Linked DNA regions of Mus musculus: all the other regions are linked to region 1. A link is a contact called in public HiCAR-type and promoter capture Hi-C data. All regions are on one chromosome and are shown on one strand. Each heading gives the region's core, a stretch centred on a gene start, on an enhancer-like site or on the middle of the called end of the contact. The rest is flanking DNA. Distances are from core to core; before and after follow the strand shown. Region 1 holds the start of Insig2 (insulin induced gene 2). Region 2 holds the start of 2900060B14Rik (RIKEN cDNA 2900060B14 gene). Region 3 holds the start of Gli2 (GLI-Kruppel family member GLI2). Region 4 holds the start of Clasp1 (CLIP associating protein 1).

The links. HiCAR-type assays count read pairs that join an accessible place to other places. Capture Hi-C pulls out chosen DNA fragments and counts their contacts.
Region 2: a contact with region 1 is called in a promoter capture Hi-C map of liver, with 4 times the contacts expected there. The contact joins the promoter of 2900060B14Rik here to the promoter of Insig2 in region 1. A contact is called at or near these places in 2 of 39 promoter capture datasets (cranial neural crest and liver), 1 of 484 Hi-C or Micro-C datasets (CD4 T cells), 1 of 115 datasets of contacts at active chromatin or transcription factors (astrocytes) and 2 of 9 other capture datasets (adipose tissue and liver).
Region 3: a HiCAR-type map of astrocytes shows a contact between it and region 1, with 4 times the contacts expected there. The contact joins the promoter of Gli2 here to the promoter of Insig2 in region 1. A contact is called at or near these places in 1 of 39 promoter capture datasets (hippocampal neurons) and 1 of 115 datasets of contacts at active chromatin or transcription factors (astrocytes).
Region 4: a HiCAR-type map of astrocytes shows a contact between it and region 1, with 4 times the contacts expected there. The contact joins the promoter of Clasp1 here to the promoter of Insig2 in region 1. A contact is called at or near these places in 1 of 39 promoter capture datasets (liver), 1 of 484 Hi-C or Micro-C datasets (CD4 T cells), 1 of 115 datasets of contacts at active chromatin or transcription factors (astrocytes) and 2 of 9 other capture datasets (adipose tissue and liver).

The regions. Positions count from the first base shown.
Region 1 is chr1:121,326,676-121,330,054 of GRCm38.p6, forward strand. It overlaps Insig2 (insulin induced gene 2), which reads right to left and starts at 1,349. Exons shown (of 6, transcript NM_133748.2): 1 at 1,016-1,349.
Region 2 is chr1:118,457,773-118,460,826 of GRCm38.p6, forward strand. It overlaps 2900060B14Rik (RIKEN cDNA 2900060B14 gene), which reads right to left and starts at 1,493. Exons shown (of 1, transcript NR_027901.1): 1 at 897-1,493. Clasp1 (CLIP associating protein 1) reads left to right here. Exons shown (of 43, transcript NM_001359328.1): 3 at 2,029-2,107.
Region 3 is chr1:119,052,140-119,055,312 of GRCm38.p6, forward strand. It overlaps Gli2 (GLI-Kruppel family member GLI2), which reads right to left and starts at 1,480. Exons shown (of 14, transcript NM_001081125.1): 1 at 1,163-1,480.
Region 4 is chr1:118,387,446-118,390,505 of GRCm38.p6, forward strand. Clasp1 (CLIP associating protein 1) reads left to right here and starts at 1,613. Exons shown (of 43, transcript NM_001359328.1): 1 at 1,613-2,076.

The DNA.
Region 1 (3,379 bases), core at 99-2,598:
TAATTAACAGGGGACACCCCTTTATTCATTTTCATTCAGTAGTTCACTGTCTGGGCCAAACCCCAAAGCTAGGGGGGAAGGGGGGGCAGAGAGGAAGCCCCGCATGGAAGCCTTGGTTTTTTTTTTTTGTTTTGTTTTGTTTTGTTTTGTTTTAATCCAGAACTGGAGACTGTCTTTCATTGCTGTGGTCACTGAAACCAGCCAACATAAGTGTCCCAACAGTCAACTCAATTTGCTCTTTCTCCAAGAATTTCCTCATCAATCCTACAAAACAGTAAACACTTCGGGGTATCTATTTCACCCAACGACATAGTTCACACTACCCGTGAACAACTTTTCACTTAAGTTTTAACTCCTTTCGTGTCCCTAAACGCCATCCTCAGCAAAGCACTGTTTTCCTTTACCAGCCGGCTCATCCCCAAAGAACGACGCTAAAGCCCCACTTACTATCACCAACCGACTTCTAGGCCCTGGCAACAACTGCTTGGCAGCACCCACTGATACATACCTAAAAGGTATTCACTTCCGATTCACAATCCCTACTCTTCAACTCAGGAGTCCTCTTATTTCGGTAGATTCTAAACTTCCTACGGTTATGTACCTAATTTCCATCCATCTCCCATACAAGCCTGAGTCTTCCTCCCAGACTACAAGGCACCGAGTCCGGGCAGGTGTACACTAGACAGCTGGCCCATCTCTGTCCCCAAACAGACCTCCAGGGTCGCCCTTTCCGCTGTCCTCCAGCCTTCTTCCACTCTGACAGTCTTCCACTGTCCAGGGACCTCGGCATCCCCCAAAGCCTGTCCCTCTATGAGCCCGCTGGTTTTTCCCTAGATCTCGCTGACCTCTCTCCAGGTAAGCCGGGGACCCCTCGCCCCAGCAGGCCCCACCTGCGGGTCCTGGATCCCCCAACACCAGCTAGGAGTGTTGCCAGCCTGCGACGTTAAAACATAAACAGCTCCTCTTCCCAAAAGCCACCGCCGTCCTCGAGCCGTCCCCGGCCAAATAAGCTCACCTGAGCTCTGCCCGGAGACCCCCAGTTCACCCCCGCCTCCGCCATCTTCAGGGACCGGCCCCCGACCTACTCCCCTCCCACAGCTCCGCCTGAGCCGCACTGCGCCTGCGCCGCCCGGCGGCTTCACGCTGACGGTAGGGGCAGAGGAGCTTCCGGTTGCCTCTGCGCGCACTGCCTCCGCTCTGCGGAGACGGGGCAAAAGGACTTCCGGTGTGCCGGGCACTCCGGGCTGGAAGGAGGTGGGGACCCTGTCTGGGAGGAGGAGAGGCTGCGAAATCAGCTGTTGTTGGTGCCCTCGGGAGTCAGAGGTTCTGGATGGGCATCTGGACTCTGTGGGCGGAGTGAGGGACTCGTGCGCGCACGCACGCGCAGCCCGAGACTCCACCCTCTGCGTGGGCCGCAGTTGCCAGCCGGGTGACAGGCTCCACGGTTGTCGCCTGCAACTTCTTCCCGCCTTGGAGTGTGCCTCAGTATCCTTTCTGAATACGGATTAAAGGCAGCTCTTTGCATCAGCTCTCGAGAGACTTGGGTCAAAGACCAAGCAACACAAAACCTTATCACCTCTGTTACTGTCAAAATTTGACTTAAAGCGCTTCCTTCTTGAGACAGGGTCACACAGTGTATGTAGCCTTAGCCGGTCTGAAGCTACCCAGGTAGACCAGGCAGACCTCGAGAGCTACTTGTCTCTGCTTCCTCAGTGCTAGGATCAGAAGTGTGCGCCACCACGCCCAGCTAAGACCTTCCTTTTAGAACTGGAAACCATAATTAAGAGAATGGATAGTGTGCACGTTGGAGATGGTGCAGATGAGCTGTTGTTTTGGATGGAAAATGGTACAGAGAAGTTTTGTTTTCTTTATTCCTTGAAGATTTTAAGGACTTGAAGTTCGAGTGGGGAAGTGGAGTGCGAATCCGGGAGATGTGTCAGGGAAGTGGGGAGTAAATATAAAAATGCATTGTATGAAGTCCTTAAGGACTCTTTTTTTTTTTTTTTAAAGAAAAATTTCATACATATACAATACGTTTTGATCATTTTTCCTGCCCACCACTACATTCCTCTACAGAGTGTTTTTAAAGGCTAATAAGTGGCTTGATTACCACCTCTGGGCTGTTCACTATATCATCTTTTGGGGAGCTTAGCCAAAAATATATTATGCTTGTGGTCTGATTGCATTGGTCTTAAGGAGAGTTTTGTAGGAACTATGGGCCTAAAGTAATTGCTATAATTTAGCAAGAGAATGTCATTTGGTTAAATGCCTTTGTTTTCATTTACTTTGAACTAACAATCAGATGCATCTTTAACAGTTTCTGATCATTTTATCAACACATTTATTTCTTAAAAATAAGAGAAACTAAACTTGGACCAAAAGACTCAGCATGTAATAATATGGCTTTTCATGTATTTCTAATGGTTTTTGTCTAGCTAATCTTAAATTTAATTCCTGCAGGTTTTTATGCATAGTAATTGAAAGCCTAGGCTAATTATGCTGCACAGATGAAGAGTTTTATAAGGAAAAATAAAAATACACATGGGATAACCCATATTATCCATGATATGATATTTTTGTCAACTTGGCAGGATTGAGAATCGCTATGGGAATACCTCTGGGTGTATGTCTGAGGGATGTTTCTAGAAACATTTCAGGAAAGAAGGAAGGAAGAAGCACATGGATGTGAGCAGCCCCAATGGGGTCAAGAGCTGAATAAAAAAGAGAAAGCTCACTGAGCATCAACACTCCTCTCAGTTTCCTGTTTCTTTCCTGTCTCTTCAGTCAGTGTGACCTCACTCTCGCCTCCATGCCTTAGCTATGGTGATGGCCTGTGTCCTTCCTTAATGGGAGCCAAAATAAACCCATCCTCCCTCAAGTCCTTTTGCCAAGCATTTGTTTTTCACAGCAACATGAAAATCCAGAACAAACTGATGTCAGGGTATGACTTAAGAGGGCGGTGAGATCATATTTATTTTGGCTTACTTTAAAGTTGGTTCTGTGCCATTGGACTGCTGGTGAAGACTTTTTGAAAGTTCAGTTGTGTCTCAGCACTGACTCCATATGTGAAGTCAGGTCCAATTGGTCCTTTTTTTCTAGGTTTTTCTTTTTATAGATATGAAGTAAAATAGTGAACCTGCTAATTTTTAAAGTCCTTTTAACCACTAGAAATATCAGTGATTTGATAGTTCTGCTGTTGCCCTGCCCCAATAATACTTCTTGTTTGTTCTTTCAATGAGAGAGACCATTGGGCAAATTAGAAAGAATAAACACTGCAGCTAAATATAAGCAAACATCCACAGAAGTCACTGGGCTGCTTTTACTTCCCTAAAAGCTTCATTTACTTCTACAAAGCAAAAAAAACAGTAAGAACTTTTGC
Region 2 (3,054 bases), core at 243-2,742, 2.9 Mb before region 1:
CATGAGCACGCAGAGCCCTTGAGCCTGCTTTACCTCCGTGTGTTCACATCCAGAGCAGAATTGCTGGATCATACAGTTCAGTTCTATTTAATTTTCTGAAGACATTTTGCACACTGATTTTCATTTTGCATCTCCAACAGCAGTGTGCAGTTCCTATTTCTTTGTGCTGTCACTCCCTGCCTCCCTTGCTCTCTCCCTCCCTCCCTCCCTCCCTTTTCCTTTGTAGTAGCCTATAGTGATTGTCAGCTGTTGCTTTTTACCACTGCTCTGTCTGTCAGAGCATCTGTCTCTGCTGTGCACCTGCGCTTTGGGGGTCTCTAACCCTTTGCTTCCTTGGGCTGCACTTGGAGCTTTCCTGTTTAATTTCTCTTGCTCTATGTACACTGAACTTTCAATGGAGCCCATTCTTTGGCTCTTAAGTTGGTTTGTTTATTATTTGGTTCTTTCAAAACAAAACAAAACAATATCTGGAAAAAGTCATTTTCCTTTTCCCAGGCAAATTAAGAAACTATAAAAAATTTGTCTTCACTGTGGCAGTTTCTCGGTATCCTTGGTTTTGGCCCTGACAGCGACGCACTGGGCAGGTGTTTGAGTTTCCCTCATATTTTCCTTGAGATTACTCACAGCTTGTGGGCTTTAAAGAGACTGTGACAGAGGTGAAGTGTGCATTATATTATACCAAGCTTACATCACCAGCATGACTTAGCATTGTTTAAGCTGACCTTGGTCACCTGGCTGAGGTAATAGTTTGTCAGGTTTCTGTACTGTAAAATTACCTCCCATTCCTACTGTGCTCTTTGGAAGGAAGCCAAACTAAGGAAACTTAAATCCTGTGGCTCAAAAGTAAGACCTTTGTTTGTTTTTGTTTTTTTGGTTTTTTTTTTTTTTTTTTTTTTGCTTTGTTTTAAAGAAAATGCTCATAAATAGAACTATTTTAAAAGTTGGGAGAAAAAAGGGCCCCGGGAAGTGGTACATGCCTTTAATTTTAGCAGTCGGGAGCTACAAGTTTGAGGCCAGCAGGGGCTACATGCTAAGGGCTACATAGACTCTGCGCCTCAAAAGAATTATACACTTTCAAGTATCTAATTCCTCCCAGTGCTGGCTTGGTGTTTGAATTAGTATATAGATTTACTTGTAAGCTGGATGAAAACCCAAATACGGAACCCTTTATCTGTATTACAACATTTTCCAAAGGGAGCGCTTCTTAGTGTATCACAGTCTTAGGGCAGCGGTGAGAAAGCTGGTCTCCAGTAATTACTGTCCGGCTGCCCTCTAGCATACAATAAAGGAACTGCGAGGAGGGCAACAGTACACACGCGGCTACTTTAATCTTTAAATGTTTAGGTAAGGAAGAGAGGTTTTGTGGTTTTTTCCAAAAATTGCACCAAGGTAAAGCAGAGCTCTAACCGATGCAGGTGTGTTGTCAGGCGTTAGCAGTACTGCCCTCACTACGCGTTCATTGGACAGTAGCGCAACCCCAAGAAAAGGATGGTTGCTTGCAACCACGCGCGCCCGGCAGCCAGAAAGCTCTAAGTCCGGGTTTGGTTGCGGTGACCACCGCAGGAGGCCTACCCCAACCTGCCCGGTGTACAGTATTTTCTTCGACTGCTGCTTCCCACGTCGAATACCCTTTCTGTTTTTCTGAAACTCCCAAGGGGCTTTCTGAAGCCTGCTTGTCTTTACCCAGAAGGCCGCGCGTCACAAGTCTGAAAATTTGCATACACGCCTTTCTGGGCGGGGCCGGAGGGAGGCTTAGAGTTAGCAATTTGGGGGGAGGGTGCGACCTGGTAAATTTGCATACGCAACTCAAGGAGAGGGCGGGGCCGCAGTAGGCTCCTCTAGGTCGTGCTGCTTCAGTGGAGTTCCGCTTCGGCGAGTTTTTCTTCCAAACGGTAGCGGGTTTTTCCGTGCCGAGTACCCTTTCCTGACCAGCCAGCTCAGTCTTCCCAGTCGCTGGGCGCCCGCGGGGACCAGCTATGTCAGCGCCATCCCACTGCACCGCTGACGCTGTGCTTCTTTGCGTTGCAGGTGGTTCTCTTGGGCATGGACATCCTGTCGGCACTGGTGACTAGGCTGCAGGACCGGTTCAAGGCGCAAATCGGCACAGGTGAGCCTTAGCTAGCATAGCAGGCTCTCATCCTTCCGTCCCACCCTGGACTCACCCCACATCGTGGCCTCACCGCCCCTAAACTGGTACCTTCCCCTCTAAACCCGAATTATTATAATATTGCCAATTGAGGATTTTTATGCCAGTTTAGACATCAGCTTGATGCCAGCCAGTACGCATTGTCCTCTCAACCTCCTCGGAGACTCAGTTTTCTTTGAAAAGTCCTACAAAAAAGGAGCCAGTTGGATTTTTCCACCGTTTAGATGTCTCTAAATCAGTGTGTTTCATGGTGGCGATGTAAACACTAAGCAATTCTGTTTATACAACTGTTTCAGTAGCAAATTTCTCTATTCTCTTTTCTTGATTCCCTTTTGTGTGCGCAGTGGGTGAATAGAATCTATGTCCTCTGTATGCCAGCAAGCAATAACCACTGAGCCACAGTGTCAGCTGGAATTCTCCACTAGTGTTCATTACCAGTGTCTGTCTGTCCTTTTCTTTTTCTGTAGCTTTGCAGTCAGTGCGCTCACTGAGAAGGATGGTGGGATCCTGAAACTTACTGTTAGGAATCTGATGTTTGAACCATTTTCCATTTCCCCCCTACATTAGCTCAGGACTCATGGATTCTCACCAGAGGCCTAACGGGGTTGGAATAGACATGGGTGGGCTGGCCCATGCTTCAGTGTGTGGGTGTGCTGTGTGTCTTTTGTATGCTATAAGTAAAATGTACCCAATGCCACTGAAGCATGCTGGTCTGTTGCTTAATGTTTCCATTGCATATGTCATTTCAAGCATGGCATTCCCTACAGTGTATTTCAACCACACCTCCACTCTTACAGTTGCCTCTATTTCCCTCTCACTCCTGCTTGATACCTTCTTTCTCCACTTAGCTCCTTCTACATTCCTGTCTTTCCCCTCCCATGACCTACCGAGTCTCACTAGGGTTGCAT
Region 3 (3,173 bases), core at 230-2,729, 2.3 Mb before region 1:
AAGGAGAGGCGCCCTGGGGGATCCCCACAAACTCCTTGCGTCTCTGTAGCCAGGTCACTCGAGGTGAAGCGCAAGGGCTCCATCCTTAGTGTCCTCAAGCTCTAAAAGTCAGGTTTCCTAGGAAATGAGAGCAATTGCTGCCGGGCTGAAAAGGAGCCCAGTTGGGTGGACTTCCAGCTCCCGGCGCGGCGGGAGCCCTCTCGAACTCACTCAAGCACACGGTCCCTCCCCCCACCCCCAATCCCGGAGGAAAAAAAACGCTCCCCTCTCTCTAAACCCTTAATAGGATTGGCGCCCAACTCTGTCCGCGCCGCTCCTCATCCATCACACACAGATCAAGTTGCAGTAGTGGATTTTTCAAATTCCTCAGCAAATATACTTGTTGAGAGATTGCTTGGGGGGTGTTAAGTGGGGGCTAGGATGAAAGCGAGGAGTAGGGGGAACCGATCCCTCGGCGAAGGATTACGCGTGGATCCATTCTGGAAGTCAAGGGGATCTGGAGACCTAGGATAAGAGAGAAAGGTAAGGAAGCCAGAACCGAGGTCCAGAGACTGGCGGCGGAGGGAAGGGGCAACAGGGTTCAACGAGAGGGAAAGAAGGAAGAAAGAAAAGACTGGCTCCTGGACGCGGACTCGCAGCGCGGAGAAGTAGAGTTGCAAGTTTCCAAGTGGCCGGCGGCGGTTGCAGCACACCGCACAGTCCCACAGGCGCGCTCCCAGCTGCCCATCTAAGGGAGCTTCGGCGCACCCCAGCCCCCACGTCGCCCCCAAACAGTTCCAGGCTCCAAGCGGTACCACCGGTCAAAGACCGGCCTACCCGAGCAACCCAAGAACAAGAAGCACTTCCCCTCAAGTGGAGGGCTGTGGTAATAAAATCGACCCCGGCCACGAGTTCTGATCCCCAAGATCCTCCTTAAGCCCTGCCGCTGCTGGACCAGGGCACTAATCAGGGTTGCCTTCTTTAGCCGGCCCCCCTAAAATCAGTGTCACGATCTCGATTCCGGTAAACGGATGAGAGACACTCCAAGACCGCCACAGCATCTCAGCCGAAGCTGGCCAGGCTAGGAAGTGCTTCGCCACCAAGAGTAAGGGGAGGAAAAAAAAAAAAAGAAAGAAAGAAAGAAAAGAAAAAAGGAAGGGTGGGAAGGCCAATGCAACTTTACCGAGGAGACAAAAGTTTGCCTCTAGCATGCAGGTGGCCTCTCGGGCGCCGGGCAGTGGTTGCAGGGCCCCATCCCAACTTGGCTGGAGTGGGGCTGCCGAGTGCGGGGGCTCCGGCTGCCGGGGCGGGGCTGGCCAGGCAGAGGAGGGGACCAAGGCGGGCGGGGGACTCGGGCAGTCCCTAAGGACACCAGGCCAGCAGCTCCGGGCGGCTGCGATGCTACGCACGACCCGTGCTCCTTCCTCTGGCTCCTCCTCGCCTTCCTCCGCGTCCTCTGTAGCCGCCGCCGCCGCCTCCCGCTCCTCCTCGAAGTCTCATTGATGAGAGGAGTTTGAAAAAAAGTCCGCGGAGCCGTGCTGCCTCGGCTGGCGAACGCCGGCACTCATGCAATCCATCAGCGTCTCTGGGATGGCGCAGCGCCCCCGCGCGCTGAGCTTGGGCAAACCCTGATCGTCGCGTCCTTAGCTTGCCCGCCCCGCCGCGTGCACCCTGCCTCTGAGGCTGGGGGTGGGGGGACACCACCCTGGAGGGGGATTGCCAGCGGGCGAACACAGACTCTCCCCCACCTCAGCTCCAGCAAGGAAAGCACCCCTTCGGAAAGTTCCAGCGGGGGACCAGAGAACCCAGGAGTTAGGGAGTGGGGGTGGGGGGTGACGACCCAGACGCCACTCTGGAGGAGAAGAGCTGGGACTATCGCAGATTCTTCCAACCCAGTTCGGAGGAAATAAAGCACCCCTACCAGAAAGTTCCAGCTACAGGAGCACACGCCAGTCTCAAACACTTTTTCTAAGGCGCCGGGTTGGGGGGTTGCTAACTCAAGTCAGATGAGCTCCGGAGCTCGGGCGCTGCGACTGCTGGTTTCAATATCTGAACTCCCCCTTTCTTCCCAACCCCCTCAGCCCTCCGCTGGTTGTTCCCAAAACTCCCGGATCCTCTGTGCGCCGTAGCAGAAGGAAGACACGTGGGTTGGGAAGCAAGACTGGATTCACGCAGGCCCTCGTCGCCCGGGCAGCTAGTGCAGGTGCCCGGGGTCCCAGGCGCCCCTCGCCATGGCTCGCTCACGCCGCCATCTGAGAGCACGCCGGCGACAAGTGACGCCAACCTTAGGCTTGCTGCTTATGTTTTGCAGTGAGAGGGGTCTTTCTTTCTTTCTTTCTTTCTTTCTTTCTTTCTTTCTTTCTTTCTTTCTTTCTTTTTCTTTTTCTTTTTCTTTTTTTTCTCTTTTTTTTTTAATCCCGGAGACTCCATTGAAGCTGCTGCAGCCAGATGGAAGTAATCAGAGGGAGAAGGAAGAATTAGGCTCACCGAAGTTGCAGGCCAAAGTGTAGATGAGGCTGTTCATGAAAGCATTTGCTTAAGTAGCCCCGGCTTTCCATACAGTCCAGAACTGTCCACTCCAAGAAGCAAGCAGGCAGCAAATGGCCGTGCCCTCCCAAGCCATGGGACTCAGCTTCCTCTCCTGGGCTCTGCTCTTAGAAAGCTGCCCGCGGGACTTCTTTATATTTCTTCCTGAGGTCTAGTTCCTTTGTATTGCTTAGCCTGCCATAGGGTATCCTCCTTTTAAAGGTGGAGTGACTGATGCCTGAGGACGCTTAGAAACTTGCCCACAATAATCTAAGGTCGGTCCATTTAAATAGAGGTGTCCTGTTGAGAATGTTGGTCACATCTCTTTCGAGCCCCTCCTTCTCAAAGCAAGAGAACCAAGCCTCCAGACCAATTCCACCCTGCCTTAGAGAAAGCTCCTTCTCAGCCCATGTTACTCACTGATTGGATCACTGTTGGTGGACGGCACAGTTTACACCGTGGGCTCTCCCTTAGCTTTATTTGTTTCTGCAAGTCAGTATCTATTTTATGAAATAGCCCAAGGCATTCCAAATGCTATGGATACTCTCCTTCCGAGGTCCACTTCCAAGACCCTGAGTTTTACATTTAAAGTTTATATTCCACATATTGATTTTGTGGGACAGGGTGTGAGGTCACAGTCCTCTGGCAGCAGTCAGAGGACAGGGCAG
Region 4 (3,060 bases), core at 363-2,862, 2.9 Mb before region 1:
AGTGAGCAGATAACTTGTTCTCCCCTTCCATTGTGGAGAACAGAATTCAGGTAACCAGGCTTGTCAGCTTGTGCCTTTATTCAGTCATCTTGAGTCATCTCCTGTGTCCCTAAAAGTAGAATCCTAAAGACAGACCGATATCCATGTTCACAACATTGTGTAGAATAGCAAATGACGAAAGTAGCCAGGGTGGTGAATGCATGTACTGACACATTATTCAGCTTTAAAGAGGGCACTCTGGACACATGCTACAACATGCACTGACAGCTCTGGAGTCTATTAGACTATGTGAAATGAACCAGTTATAAAAACACCAAGACTGGGCTGGAGAGATGGTTCAGCGGTTAAGAGCACTGACTGCTCTTCCAGAGGTCCTGAGTTCAATTCCTAGCAACCACATGGTGGCTCACAACCATCCATAATGAGACCTGATGCCCTATTTTGGTGTGTCTGAGACAGCTACAGTGTACTTACATATAATGAATAAATAAATCTTAAAAAAAATAAAAAGACCAAGACTATATGACTCCACTTTCAAAATACTCTCAGTATTTTAATCCATAGAAAGCAGAATGGTGGTAATCAGAGCTAAAGGTAAAGAGGAATTACAAATTAACAGGTGCATTTTTTGTATGACAAAAAGAAAGCAGAAGAGTGGCTACTTAACAATGTAAGTGCACTGAACTGTACAATAAAAACCAGCTACAACGTTTCTTTTGTTAATATGCACAAATTCCTTCCCATTGAACTTATCAAACTTTTCTTGGGTTTCTCTTTTCCTTTCCAGTTGACTACTCTCCACACATTGTTCTCCCAGCATACCACCCACTTCCGCTCGGCCCTTGACCCGGCGGTATTTCTTTCTAGAACGCGCTTCAGGGTTTTCCACCCACGGTTAGTAAACTTGCTTGCATTTACATCTTAAAGATGTTACTTTTTCTATATTCAATCACGAGTCCCGTCCTGCATGTGAATCCTATACCTTTTCTGCACCACACAGGTCTGTGATTGGCTTTATTGTTTTGGCTTGCCTTTCCAAGTCCGGAAGATCTGACGGCGTTATCACACATCTCCCAATACATACACATTCCCGCACAAAAGAGTCCCCATAAACACCCAGTCTTGACAGAGGAAGCCAATCCGACACTTTAAAAGTGATTTTCACCAGTGTACAACTGCAACACAAAAGCTCTCAAATCCAAACTGTTGGGTAGCACACGGGCGTAGAAGGACAAAACAGGGCGTCCTTAGGCTCCTTGAAAGTAGCGCTGCAATCTGCATAGCCCAAAAACCTCAGATATAACCTGAAGGCCACGCGGGACGCGAGGCGACGTTGTTGTGAAGGAACTTAGAAAAGAAACTGGCACACTCTCACACCAATCTCAGCAGCCTCCACCTCGCGCCCTGGCTCGCTAAAGCGCGAAGAACGGTTTAAAACCTGGGCTTCCGGTAGCAGCGCTTGTACGCATATTCAGGACAAGCCCAACGCGCTGTCAGCTACGGGAAGTCGCGGGGGCCAATTTCTTTCACTGAAGTCGCCCGGTAAATAGCGGGCACCCGTAACCCAGAAGTGAAAGATTGTTTAATTCAAGTATCAAACACCTCGACAATCAAAGGAAGTTCCGGCTGGAAGCGCTCCTGACTCCTCTCTAGCTCTTTTATCGCACAGCCTTCTCCTAGTCTTGCTCGAGTTTTGCTTCCTCTCCTTTAAAGGCTCTAAACATTCCTTAAATTCTCCTTGGTCACCTTTTTTTATTAAAGCACCTTTATGCTACGGGTCGCCATTCGGGTCAAAGGCAAAGGCGGCGGGACCTGAAACTTCATGCGGGCCCCAGCGCTGGGCGTTACCATAGAGAGGAAGCCACCTCTCTGGGCTGAGATTACAGTCTCTATGGTTCAGCCCGGCCGGTGGCGGTAAGAGGACACAGGGAGACCTCTCTGCGCAGGCGCATTTTGGTTTTTCATTTTTTTTTTTTTTTTTTTTAATCCCCGCACCAAGCGCTTAACCTCATTGGGGTGGAGGAGAAGGCGGTGGCTGTCCGGTCCGCAGCCGCAACAGTAGTGAATAATAGAACTGTAAGTACCGGGTTTAAGACGAAGAATGCTCAGAATGGAGTCCACTGGAGGGCCCTGCTTCTTTTCCGAGCGGCGGCGGGCGCAGGGTCCGGGTGGGGACGGTGTCCAGTGCTGTCAGCCGCTCTGGGGTGCACTTTTGGGGGAGGGGGCGGCCCTGGGATGGGATCTGGGTGAGGACCCAGGACGCGCGGCCTCCGGCTTCAGTTCTGATTGTAGGCTGCTTTGCAGAGGGGAGGTGGGGCGACTGTGGGGTCAAGCCTGGCTTTGTGTGACTGTCTCTTTCAGACCCCACCCCGGGGCCCCTTCCTGACCCGGAGTCTCCCCTGGCCGGCTTGGGAGACGCCAAAGCAGCCCCGGGATCTCTTTGAAAGGAACCGAGATTACACTGAGCGGGAAGGGGCTCCAGGAGAGAAAACCTCACTACAACTAATCATCGGCGAGTGATGGGTGTGGAGAAAGATTCAGAGGGAAGAAGGGGTTGTCGGGGAGGCAGGCCGGGCGGCCGGTGCCCCCAGCCTGGGCCAGACAAAAGCGGAGCAGCCGGGGCCCAGCGGGGTGCGGAAGGTCCCCTTGTCCCAGGAGGGCCCCTCATATAGGATCTTTGCGAAGCAGGGAAGAGCGGACAAGCGCTGAGTTAAGCCTGTGCAGCCTCTCCAACTTGCCTTTGTTGTTCTTCGGTATTGGCAGAGCCGCTCTGACGAAGATGAGTGTGTGATCTTGCACGTTGGTCTGGTTGGATACAATGGAGCGGATTGAATCTTGCTTTCCATTTTATGAGTTGCTTGGATGAGTGTGGGGTTTTCCAAAGTCAATCTCATTACATAATATATCTAGATTTTAAAAATAACTGTGTTTATTTCTTAAATTAAAAGAACAATTAGTTGGAGCCTTAAAGCATGTGTGTCGCATCCGGATGGATTTCTGTGCCGGGATCCGTTCATGAAACACTGACCTAATGGTGGAACCTGTGAGTTCTTTAAACCT